Regions from separate parts of the Sus scrofa genome. Here region 1 is linked to region 2. Evidence: chromatin contacts called from public Hi-C data. All regions are on one chromosome and are shown on one strand. The core of a region is the stretch at or near the end of the contact, and the rest is flanking DNA. Distances in the headings are between cores, read along the strand shown.

Region 1 (5,164 bases), core at 827-3,326, 510 kb after region 2:
CTTCATTTCTGGATACCAAATCTGCAGTTTGGGCTGCTATATTAAAGACTAAAATAACAATGATTTAAACAAGATAAAAGTTTATTTCTCTGTCATGTTAGCAGTCCATGCATTAAGCAGTAGAAGGCTGATAAGATGGTTCCCACAGTGTCAGGGACCTTGGCTGCTCCTGTCTTACTGCTCTGCTGTGTTCCCCGTGGGGCTCCTGTCTTGTGGGTTGAGATGGCTGCTCCAGCACTCCCCAGTATGTCTTCTCTTAGGAAGGAAGAGAGGAGGAAATGGAGGGATGCCCCTGCTCTTTAAGGACACAGTCCTTGCATTCTATAAGCCAGACCTTGTCACATGTCCACATTTTGTTACTGTAAGGGAGGATGGATCGTGCGGCCTTTAGTTGGGTGGCCATGCGGTCAGCTAAAACTCAGGAGCTCTCTTTTTAAAGGAAGGAGTGGAGGATATTATGAACAAGTAGTTTCTGCCACAAGTATTTTTCAAGAAAATAACTTCTGTAAGATAAAACAGACAGGATATAAGGAGAATCAATCCAAAGGGTAGAACTGGGGGAAAGAATAAGAAAAAAAGCAGGTTTCTTTTTTTTTTTTTTAAAGGCCACACCTGAGGCATATAGAAGTTCCCAGGCTAGGGGTCAAATCAGGGCTATAGTTGCCAGCCTATACCACAGCCACAGCAATGCCAGATCCGAGCTGTGTCTGTGACCTACACTGCAACTTGCGGCAATGCCAGATCCTTAACTCACTGAGAGAGGCCTCGGATCACACCCAAATCCTCACGGATCCTAGGTGGATTCGTAAACCACTGAGCCATGAAGGGAACTCCTGAAACAGATTTCATGGTTAGGAAATGAGTCCAGGCTTAGATATGTAGGCGAGAAGTCCTGTGAAACTTTTACTACTTTTTGTGTGTCATGAAAGTTCCTACTTATATTTTAAAACTTCATTAAATGTTACCTCTAGGCGATTCCTAAACAAACTGTGTCTCTTTTGGCATTTGCCACGTTGTAATGCATTCTCTGGCATTCCTAGCTTTGTAACTCTCTCAAGGTAATTCTGGAGGAGAAGCAAAATAAAGAGAGAGCACTTGATACTGGTGTATTTATAGGTGGGAGGACCTGATGTCTGGGATTTCCCTCAAAATACTCCAGCCAGAAATAAGCATGGGGTATGGATGAAACAAGTTTGACAGAGTGTTGATTTGTTGAAGCTGTGTGATGGGTGATCATAAGACTATTTTTCTCTCATTCATGTATGTTAAAATATGTCCATAATAAAACAAAAGTCCAGTCCCTGAAAACAATCAGACCTCGGTCCAAACCCTAGTTTCACTACTTACTAGCTGAGTGACTTTACTTCCCTATAAATTCAGTTTCTCAAAATGGGAAATGTATAATCCAATAGGGTTCTTGTAAAGATTAAATGAGACAAAATTTGAGCCTCTAGCACAAGGTCTGGCCCTTAGTAGTTGTATTAATAAGGATGCCTGCTTCCAAGCTACAGAAACTGATTCTGGTTACCGCTAATCCCGCTGACAGACAGAGGGTAATACCTGCGGCAGAGGCGGGGCTCGAGCTGGGACCATTGATTTCTAGGCCTAGAGCATTTCCCTTTATCATGCTTGTTCAAAATCTTTCCGTGGTTTGGTGCTTTTGCTATTTACGCCTTCAAACCCACAAGATCTTCGTTTGGGTACTTGCCTGCAACTCAGGACCCTCGGGACTAAGGTGGCCCTGGGATGAGTGGTCGTCCTGAGGAGGTAATTCAGTGACGTTCACTGGCCAGGCTGCGGGTTGATTGCTAAGTGACGCTGGAACAATGCCGGGTTGACTCCTAGCAGGCAGGGACCCACAGCCGCCGGAACTCTGGTCTGTCCTCAATGCCTCGCCCACTCTCGCTGGCTCCTGCCGGCGGCCCCGCCTCTCTCCCTCCCGGGCCGAGAGCAGCGCGCTGGCCCTGCGGCGGGGCTCCAGGTTCCCGCGAGTCCCCGCCAGCTCCCTCCTCCCCGCAGTAGGGGCGGGACCGCGGATGCCGGCTCGTGATTGGCCGAGGCCTAGGGGCTGCCCTTCTCCGCCCCCTTCGGCGGGTTGAGAGGTCAGCGGAGATCCAGTCTGCAGGGGCGGCAATGGCGGGGCTCTGGGTCGGGGGCTCAGTGTTGGTCGCGGCAGGACGGCGTGGGTCGCGGTCGCCGCGGCCGCTGATGCGGAGCGTGGCGCTCTGGACCCTGAAGGTGAGGAGTGACGGGACTCCCCTGGGGGCTGGGCTTCCCTGGTGGGCTTCCAGCCCCGCACCGCCTGGCGGTGGCCAGTGCTGCGGAGAGCGCCCCGGCGGTGCTCGAGGGACACCCGGGACCGGCTTCCCCATCGGTCCCCGCGCCTCACTCGCCTCACTCCACGGAGTTGGCCCTGGAGGAGGGCAGAGCTGGCGTCCCTCGCCGCAGCTGTGACTCCGAGGATCATGGAGGGCCGGAGGACCCAAAGAGCCTGCGGGCTTGTTTTTGCTTTCTCGGGAGTAGCTGACAGCCACCTGCATTTCCCACCCTCCCGTTCTTGGGCCGTGAGGTTTAAGGCTTGTCTTGCTTGAGCTTTCCAAGTGTATTTTTAACGGTCCTAGTTTTCATTTTCTCTTGCCTTGTTCTTGCTGTGAAGGGACACTAAATTGCTGGTGAAGTAGAGTTAGAGTTGTGGGTTTAATCTCATCTTTTAAAGTATGTCAGGATTGCTGCTACCTTTGCTGGAGTAGAGAGCCTCTCTTAGTTGTAGTACACCACATTATACTATATATACATCTTGTGTTTTTCTTTTCTTTAAAGTGGTCAGCCTGTTGTTTGTGCTGTTCTAAACATATCTCTGTTCTGTTATGTCCTAGGGGTTCGTGGTGTCACCTTGACTTACACATGGGAGTATTTGTGTGCGGCTCAACACTTTTTCCCTGCAACATAGAGACTCTTGAAATTTTTGAACAAAGACCACCTAACTTTTTATTAGTAGGGTTTAAGTCACTTAAACAAATTCTTTAAAATACGAGGATCTCTGAAACCATCAGTTATCTATTCAGTCTGCTTGTTAAGCTTCCTTTTAAAAAAGTGGTCGTGCATCTGGATTTATCATCATTGAACTTTATTTTTTACACCACAGCTCATGGCAACACCAGATCCCTGACACACTGAGCAAGGCCAGGGATTGAACCCACGACCTCATGGAAAGTAGTCAGGTTTGTTTAACTGCGCCACACGGGAAACTCCCTGTCATTGCACTTTAGAATTGGAAGACACTTTAGGGGTAATGTGGCACATCTGCCTGACACATCCTCCTCTTTTAAAGAGGAGGGAACAGAGGCCCAGGTGGAAAAATACGGGAGCGGAAGCTGGAGCTGATCATGGATGTGAAATTAAGTCCATACACATATTAGCTGAGTGTCACCTTCAGAACACTCACTCTCAGAAAACCCAGAGTTCTTTGTGTGGGCACGTCATTTATTGTTTCTCTCTCTTTTTTTTGTTTGCTTTTTAGGGCCGCACCCACAGCATACCGAAGTTCCCAGGCTAGGGTTTGAATCAGAGCTGCAGCTGCCAGCCTGCAGTACAGCCACAGCACCTCAGGCTTGGACCATGTCTGTGACTTACACCATAGCTCATGGCAGTGCTGGGTCCTCATCCCACCGAGTGCCAGGGATCAAACCCACATCCTCAGGGGTCCTAGTCAGGATTGTTACCTCTGAGTCACAACGGGAACTCCTGTTTCTCAATGTCGACTGCTCTCCCATCTTTTAATCTTTTTTGAATCTTTTTGGCCACATCACCTGCAATTGCAAGACTTACACATTTATGTAGGAGGCAGCCTGTGGTGCAAACTCATGGGCTTTGGAGTCACGCAGATGAAGTTTGGTGTGTTAGACAAGCCGCTTCTTTCGGCCTCAGCTGCTTCCTTTCAGCATTTTTGTTTTTGTTTTTGTTTTTTTCCCCAGCATATCTTTCTGAACCACTTCCTATGTTCCAACTCTAGGGAAAGAATATACTTTATGTTCTCTTATTAATTTTAGTCTATTAGGGAGACAAACAAATGTACAGTGCTGTTGGGGAAAAGGTCTTGGTATTGTATCTAAGAAAATAAAGTAGAGGGATTTGACCACGTCGAGATTTTGAGCTTTCTGTCTGAGATACTATTCTGGTACTCTGTTTGAATTAATTTATCCAGTCCTCGTAATAGCCATGTAATCCCCATTTACAGATGAGGAAATTGAAGCACAATGTTTTATGTGACTTGCTCATATCATGTCTAAAGTAAGGGATTGTTTTCCTGTGGAGGCAAAAATTGAAACAGGTTTTGAAGAACAAAGTGACTTCTTTCTAGGCAAAGAGAGAAGGAAGAGAGGGATTATTATACTGACATGTTATTTTTCTGGTCTTTTTTAAACATTTTTTTTTTTTAGGGCCACAACCAAGACATATGGAGGTTCCCAGGCCAGGGGTCAAATTGGAGCTGCAGCTGCCAGCCTACACCACAGCCACAGCAATGAAAGATCTGAGCCTCATCTGGAACTTACACCACAGCTCATGGCAACACCGGATCCTTTAACCCACTGAGCGAGGCCAGGGGTTGAACCCAAGTCCTCATGTTTATTAGTCGGGTTCATTATTGCTGAGCCACGACAGGAACTCCAATACGTTCTGTTTACCTAGTTTTTTTCCTTCTGTTTATATTTTACAGTGGCTCCAGGATGTTGGGTTTATGGTAATTTCTATACTTTGTTGAATTTTTATATGCCTTATATGGTTCTTCCTATATTATCTCTTACCTTTGTAGCTAGGTTAAAAAACAAACAAAAAAAATCCAAATCTGAGGTAGAATTTGAACCTTGGATGGTATGATTCCAAAGCCTTGCATTTCCAGTTACAAACTATCTCCTATTTGAGTGATTCTCTCATTACATGGTGCATTCATGAAGCTTTAATGCTTAAGCTTTATGTTTTGTAAAATCTGTGATTTTCTTTTCTAGTCATGGAAAAGAGTATTTAAGCATATCTGAATGTTTTATTTTATTTTTTTTTATTTTTTATTTTTTTGTCTTTTTTTTGCTATTTCTTTGGGCTGCTCCCGAGGCATATGGAGGTTCCCAGGTTAGGGGTTGAATCGGACGCCAGAGCCACAGCAACG
Region 2 (4,618 bases), core at 1,668-4,167:
CCGGCCCCGGCCGTGCGGGATGACGTGTCTGAACTCTGGAGGCGGAAGCGGGGAGAAGGTCGCCAGGGTAGGGGTTGGCGAGGCGAGGCTGGCCGGCCCTGCGCACGCGCGATCGGCGCTGGGCGGCCCGGGTTGCGTCTGAAGTCCGGAGATCATTTTTATTGAGAAAGAACTCCACTTATCCGGGTTTTTGCTGATGCTGAGCTCGGAGGATCGAGGGGGCGGCGAGATTTGGAAGGACCCACCCCCCGCCATAGACTCCCCGGCTCCGTCCGCTGAGTCTCAAGGAGTAACCGTTTGCGGGCGCTCAGTCCGCCTTCTTTCCTCTGTCAGTGGAAGAGGTTAAACGCATCTGGAAAACCTCAGGTTTATTTCAGCGCTCAAAAGCCTTCGATTCTGAATTCAGATCTAGAATTTATATGGTCCAGCCGGTACCAAACCTGCAGTACTTTGTAGTTACTTGCTGCTCTTGTCTCCTTTATGTGCCGTACGCTGCTCTAGGCTCTGGGGTGCAGAGACCAGGTCCTTACTCCCCCGGGGTGTACGTATAAACGAGGAGTGAGGCAGTAAACAAATAACCACGTTAACTCCAGGTAGTGATAAAGTAGTGAGGAGTGCCTGGGGGGCGGGTTAAGCAGAAAGTAGAACGGAGGGATTTAAAGATTTAAGATCGCTTTGTCAAGAGTGCAAGCTGAGAGGCTATTGCATTTAGTACAGGTTCAAGAGAACTACGATTTTGGCTTGAACTAGGCTGTAGCTGTGGACATGGTAAGTACGGAGGATTTAGTCTAGTTCAGCGGTCCAGCAAGCACAACTTGTTGAAGGACTGTTTGTGGAGAGTGAAGGAACTTGAAATTTAGGTTATCTCCCAGGTTTGGGGCCTGAGAAGCACGGGGGCGGGGGGTGTGTCAGCAGTGCCCTTTCTTGTGTGGGGGGGCACTGAGATAGTGAAGTTCAAGTATTTAGTGGTACTGGATAAACAGAAGGTAGTGAACAAAAAATGTTGGCGTTCTTGTAACTCAGCTCAGTGGAAAAGAACCGGACTTTAGTATCCATGAGGACACAGGTCCGACCCCTGGCCTCACTCAGTGGGTCGAGGATCCTCCTACCTTGCTGTGAGCTGTGGTGTAGGTCGCAGACGTGGCTCGGATCTGGCGTTGCTGTTGCTGCAGTGTGGGACTGCAGCTACAGTCCCGATTGGACCTCTGGCCTGGGAATTTCATGCCACAATTGCAGCTCTAAAAAGCAAATAATAATAATAATGTTAATTTTATTCTGCTACCTTTCTAAATGGAGAGAAACATCGCTTCCTCGTATTATATTAGAAATCTCTATGACTTCAACAATAGAATATTATAAATTCTTTTTCCCTAGACCAAATACATTGGGCAAATATATTAATTGTTTGCTCAAAGGAGAAGTGACCTAAATACAATCCAACTGCTCAGGCCCCCCAACCACCCCCACCCCCTACACCTGCAGTTTCTATTATAACACTTGATGCCTTTCCTCTGTATAGTGCTTAACCCTTGCCCCTTAATCTTCACAACCACTTAAAGAATATGGTGTTGACTGAAAAAAATGCACCACCTTAAAGTTGAGAATTATGTTTTATCTGGCGGACAGAATTGAGGACTTAAGCCTTTCAGATAGCTTTGAGGACTGCTCTGAAGAGGCAAGGGAGAAGCCAGGATATAATGGCTGTTTTTGCGAAAGACCAGGTAGTAAGAACTTTAAAAGATTACGGTTAAAGAAAATCAGACATCTTGAGTTAATTAAATTTAGCACTGTTCTTTGTATGGGAAGATGCAGGAGTCTGGCCTCACTGGAAATACTCCTTCAGTATGCGCCTTAGCTATCCAGGACCAGTATCCTGCTTTTCCCCATCCGGAATCCCCTCAGGGTGCACAGTTGGCGGTAGCTGCAGTGGCTGAGGGCCTGGCAGTTTGTCTCCATCCTGAGTTCCCTCAGGGCTCACTGTCAGCCGGGGCTGTACTGTCTTCATGGCTGCAACATCCTCTGATGACGGATATGGCAGGTACCATTTTTCATTCGCAATGGACATCCTATTATACTTCCTGGGACTTGATGATTTAACTTGCTCAAGGTCCCCATAAGTTAATAGTGCTGTTCCAAAGCTGGAGTTCTTAGTGGGAACTATCTTTGCGAGCATGTTCTGCTTACTCCCCAGCATAGAACAGTGGTCCTTAGCCTTTTTTGCACATAGATTCCTTTGAAAATTTAATGTTATAAACTGTCCAGGAGAAAACGTGCAGATACCCACAAGAATTTAGATAGGATTGCCTGGGGCCCCACAAATTTCTGAATTGTCCATCTAGTAAACGTGCCCCTGTTTGATTTCTCAGCTGAAGTACTTCTGGGTTGATTCCTTGCTAGAAAGTCTACATGAATACCATCTTCTGAAGTATTCGATTGAACTCCAAGGTTCAGCTGAATTGACTTTTTAAACAAAGACTGTCCACCATTCCATTTCTACAATGATCAAACCAGTCCCCCACCGACAGGGTGCCCTGAGGGGAATTCAGGATGGAGAAAAACGGGAGTATACTGTGCTCTGGATACTGACCCTGGATAGTTAAGAGGATATCTAGGGAATAATTTCAGTGAACCCAGATTCTTGCATCTTCTCATACCTAGAAAAGCACTAATCCTTAACTTGAGATGTCTTTTCTTCCTGATTATCAGTAATCTTTGATTTTTTTTTCCATATATATTCTGGCTTCTCCCTTACCTCTTCAGAGCAGTTGCTCAGAGCTTAGAGGCTGTCTCCCTCGCTACAGTCCTCAGTAAATTTCCTGAATAAAACTTAACTCACAACTTTTGTGCATTTTTTTCTCTTCTCCCTCTCTCTGTTTTTTTTTTTTTTTTTTTTTTTTTTGGTCACCAAAAGCAAGTTTCAGAGTTCCTCGGGTGAGAGACCTGGCATGGTCACTGCTGTGGCCCCTGTTTGATCCCTGGCCCCCAAAACTTCCACATGCCTCAGGTGTTGCCAAAAACCAAAAAACACAAGTTTCTCCCTGAAAAATACTCAAAAAATGCACTGCACAAACAAATCCGTCTGTATACAGCAAAGAAGGGCATGGCATCACTTCAATAGGAAAAGCAACAGAGACGTGCTCAAGGATGATGATACCAGATTCCTATTTTGCTGGAACTGCTTTGCTTACTGGGGTGCGGAAACCGCGGGAAACTGAGACAAAGCAGAAAGCTTGCGGCGCCGGCGCCGGGCCCCAAGGGAGCTCTAGATCGGAATTTGGAATCGGAACGTGAGTGCTGGAACCTCCCTCACAGCAACCACTCCAGCCGGACCGCTGAAAACCTGGAAAGTGGATTTCCTCCACTCCGGCTCCCGGAAACTCCTGGGGGCGCCTGCGGCCGCTCTCACTGAGCATGTGCAGGCGGCGTTGCGCATGCTCCGTCGAGGCCCGGTTCGGTTTCTGTTGCGGAACCCGTGGTGTCTCCTAGCGCAACCGGAACTGTCCGTCGCGGGGCCGGCCTCCCTCAGCTCCGGCGGCCTGGTCCTCGTCTCCGAGCCTCCCCGTCCCTCCTTCCCTCTTCACCCCCGCGGCTCGGCTGCCCTTTCCCCGGAACAGCCGTCATGAGCGCCAGGCTGTCGGCGTCGTTTCCATCTCGGTGGCCGCGGCTGTGGCTGCTGTCGCTGCTCCTGCTGGGGGCCGCCCCGGGCCCGCGTCGGGGCGCCGCTTTCTACCTGCCCGGCCTGGCGCCCGTCAACTTCTGCGACGTAGAAAAAAAGAGCGACGAGTGCAAGGTGGGTGCGGCCTGACGGACCCCCGGGTGCATTGTCGGAAGGGGAAGCCTCTCCGTGCCTGGGCGGCCGGGGCCCGAGGGGAAGGGGGCGTAGCAGTGGGTGCGGTCCAGTGTCCCCAGAAGCGCTTGGGGTTGGCGCGGCTGTGCGCCGGAGGCTCCGGAACGGCCTGGTAGCGGGGTGGATTCTGCAGGACTCGGTGGGCCTCGGGCTCTCCTCCCGTCTGGCCGAGAGCTAGTGTGTGTGCAGCTGTCCTGAAACGGGGACTGTGCGTGTCCGGCGCTCCCTTGGAGTTGGATGCGTGCAGGTCAGCGAGCGTTCCACGAGTTGGGGGTGTTCGCTTACAGCCCGGTCACGCTCTGCAAGGAAGGGGGCGGCCAGGTCTTCCAGCAACTTTTAAGTTCATTGCTGCCAGTTTGCTACTTTTCTAGAACTCCTGGTTGGTTACGAGCTCGTTCTTTCTAGGTTTTTGGCATTTTAAACCTCACGATTAGCGATTACTTCCTTATTTGTGGAATTTAACACCCAGAGCCGCGTAAAGTGCATTAATAAAGAATTGCTGTGATGGTTGACATAGTTAATTTCTACCTTTGAAGTGTAAAAGATTTTTTAATATGCAGAAGATACATAAGATGACGCTGTTTAGTTCTCTGAGGTTGTTTGAAACACTTAAAAGGAGCAGACCACAGGAGAAGCTGGCCTTTTCTTCTAGGGTAAACCTTGAAAACTTTGACCTCTTACGACCTCAAACTCAAGCTTTTCACTTTAACCACTAGTAAAAGAGAAATAAGTAACCTGCTTCTAGATTATTGGGCATAGGGCAGGACAGGA

What was found. A called contact is a pair of places that touch in the nucleus more often than the background predicts.
Region 1: a contact with region 2 is called in a Hi-C map of liver, with 3 times the contacts expected there. The contact joins the promoter of PCCA here to the promoter of TM9SF2 in region 2. A contact is called at or near these places in 2 of 47 Hi-C or Micro-C datasets (heart right ventricle and liver).

What each region holds. Positions count from the first base shown.
Region 1 is chr11:68,918,847-68,924,010 of Sscrofa11.1, forward strand. It overlaps PCCA (propionyl-CoA carboxylase alpha chain, mitochondrial), which reads left to right and starts at 2,077. Exons shown (of 24, transcript XM_021065866.1): 1 at 2,077-2,238. The coding sequence starts at 2,134.
Region 2 is chr11:68,404,917-68,409,534 of Sscrofa11.1, forward strand. It overlaps TM9SF2 (transmembrane 9 superfamily member 2), which reads left to right and starts at 2,918. Exons shown (of 17, transcript XM_021065854.1): 1 at 2,918-3,790. The coding sequence starts at 3,620.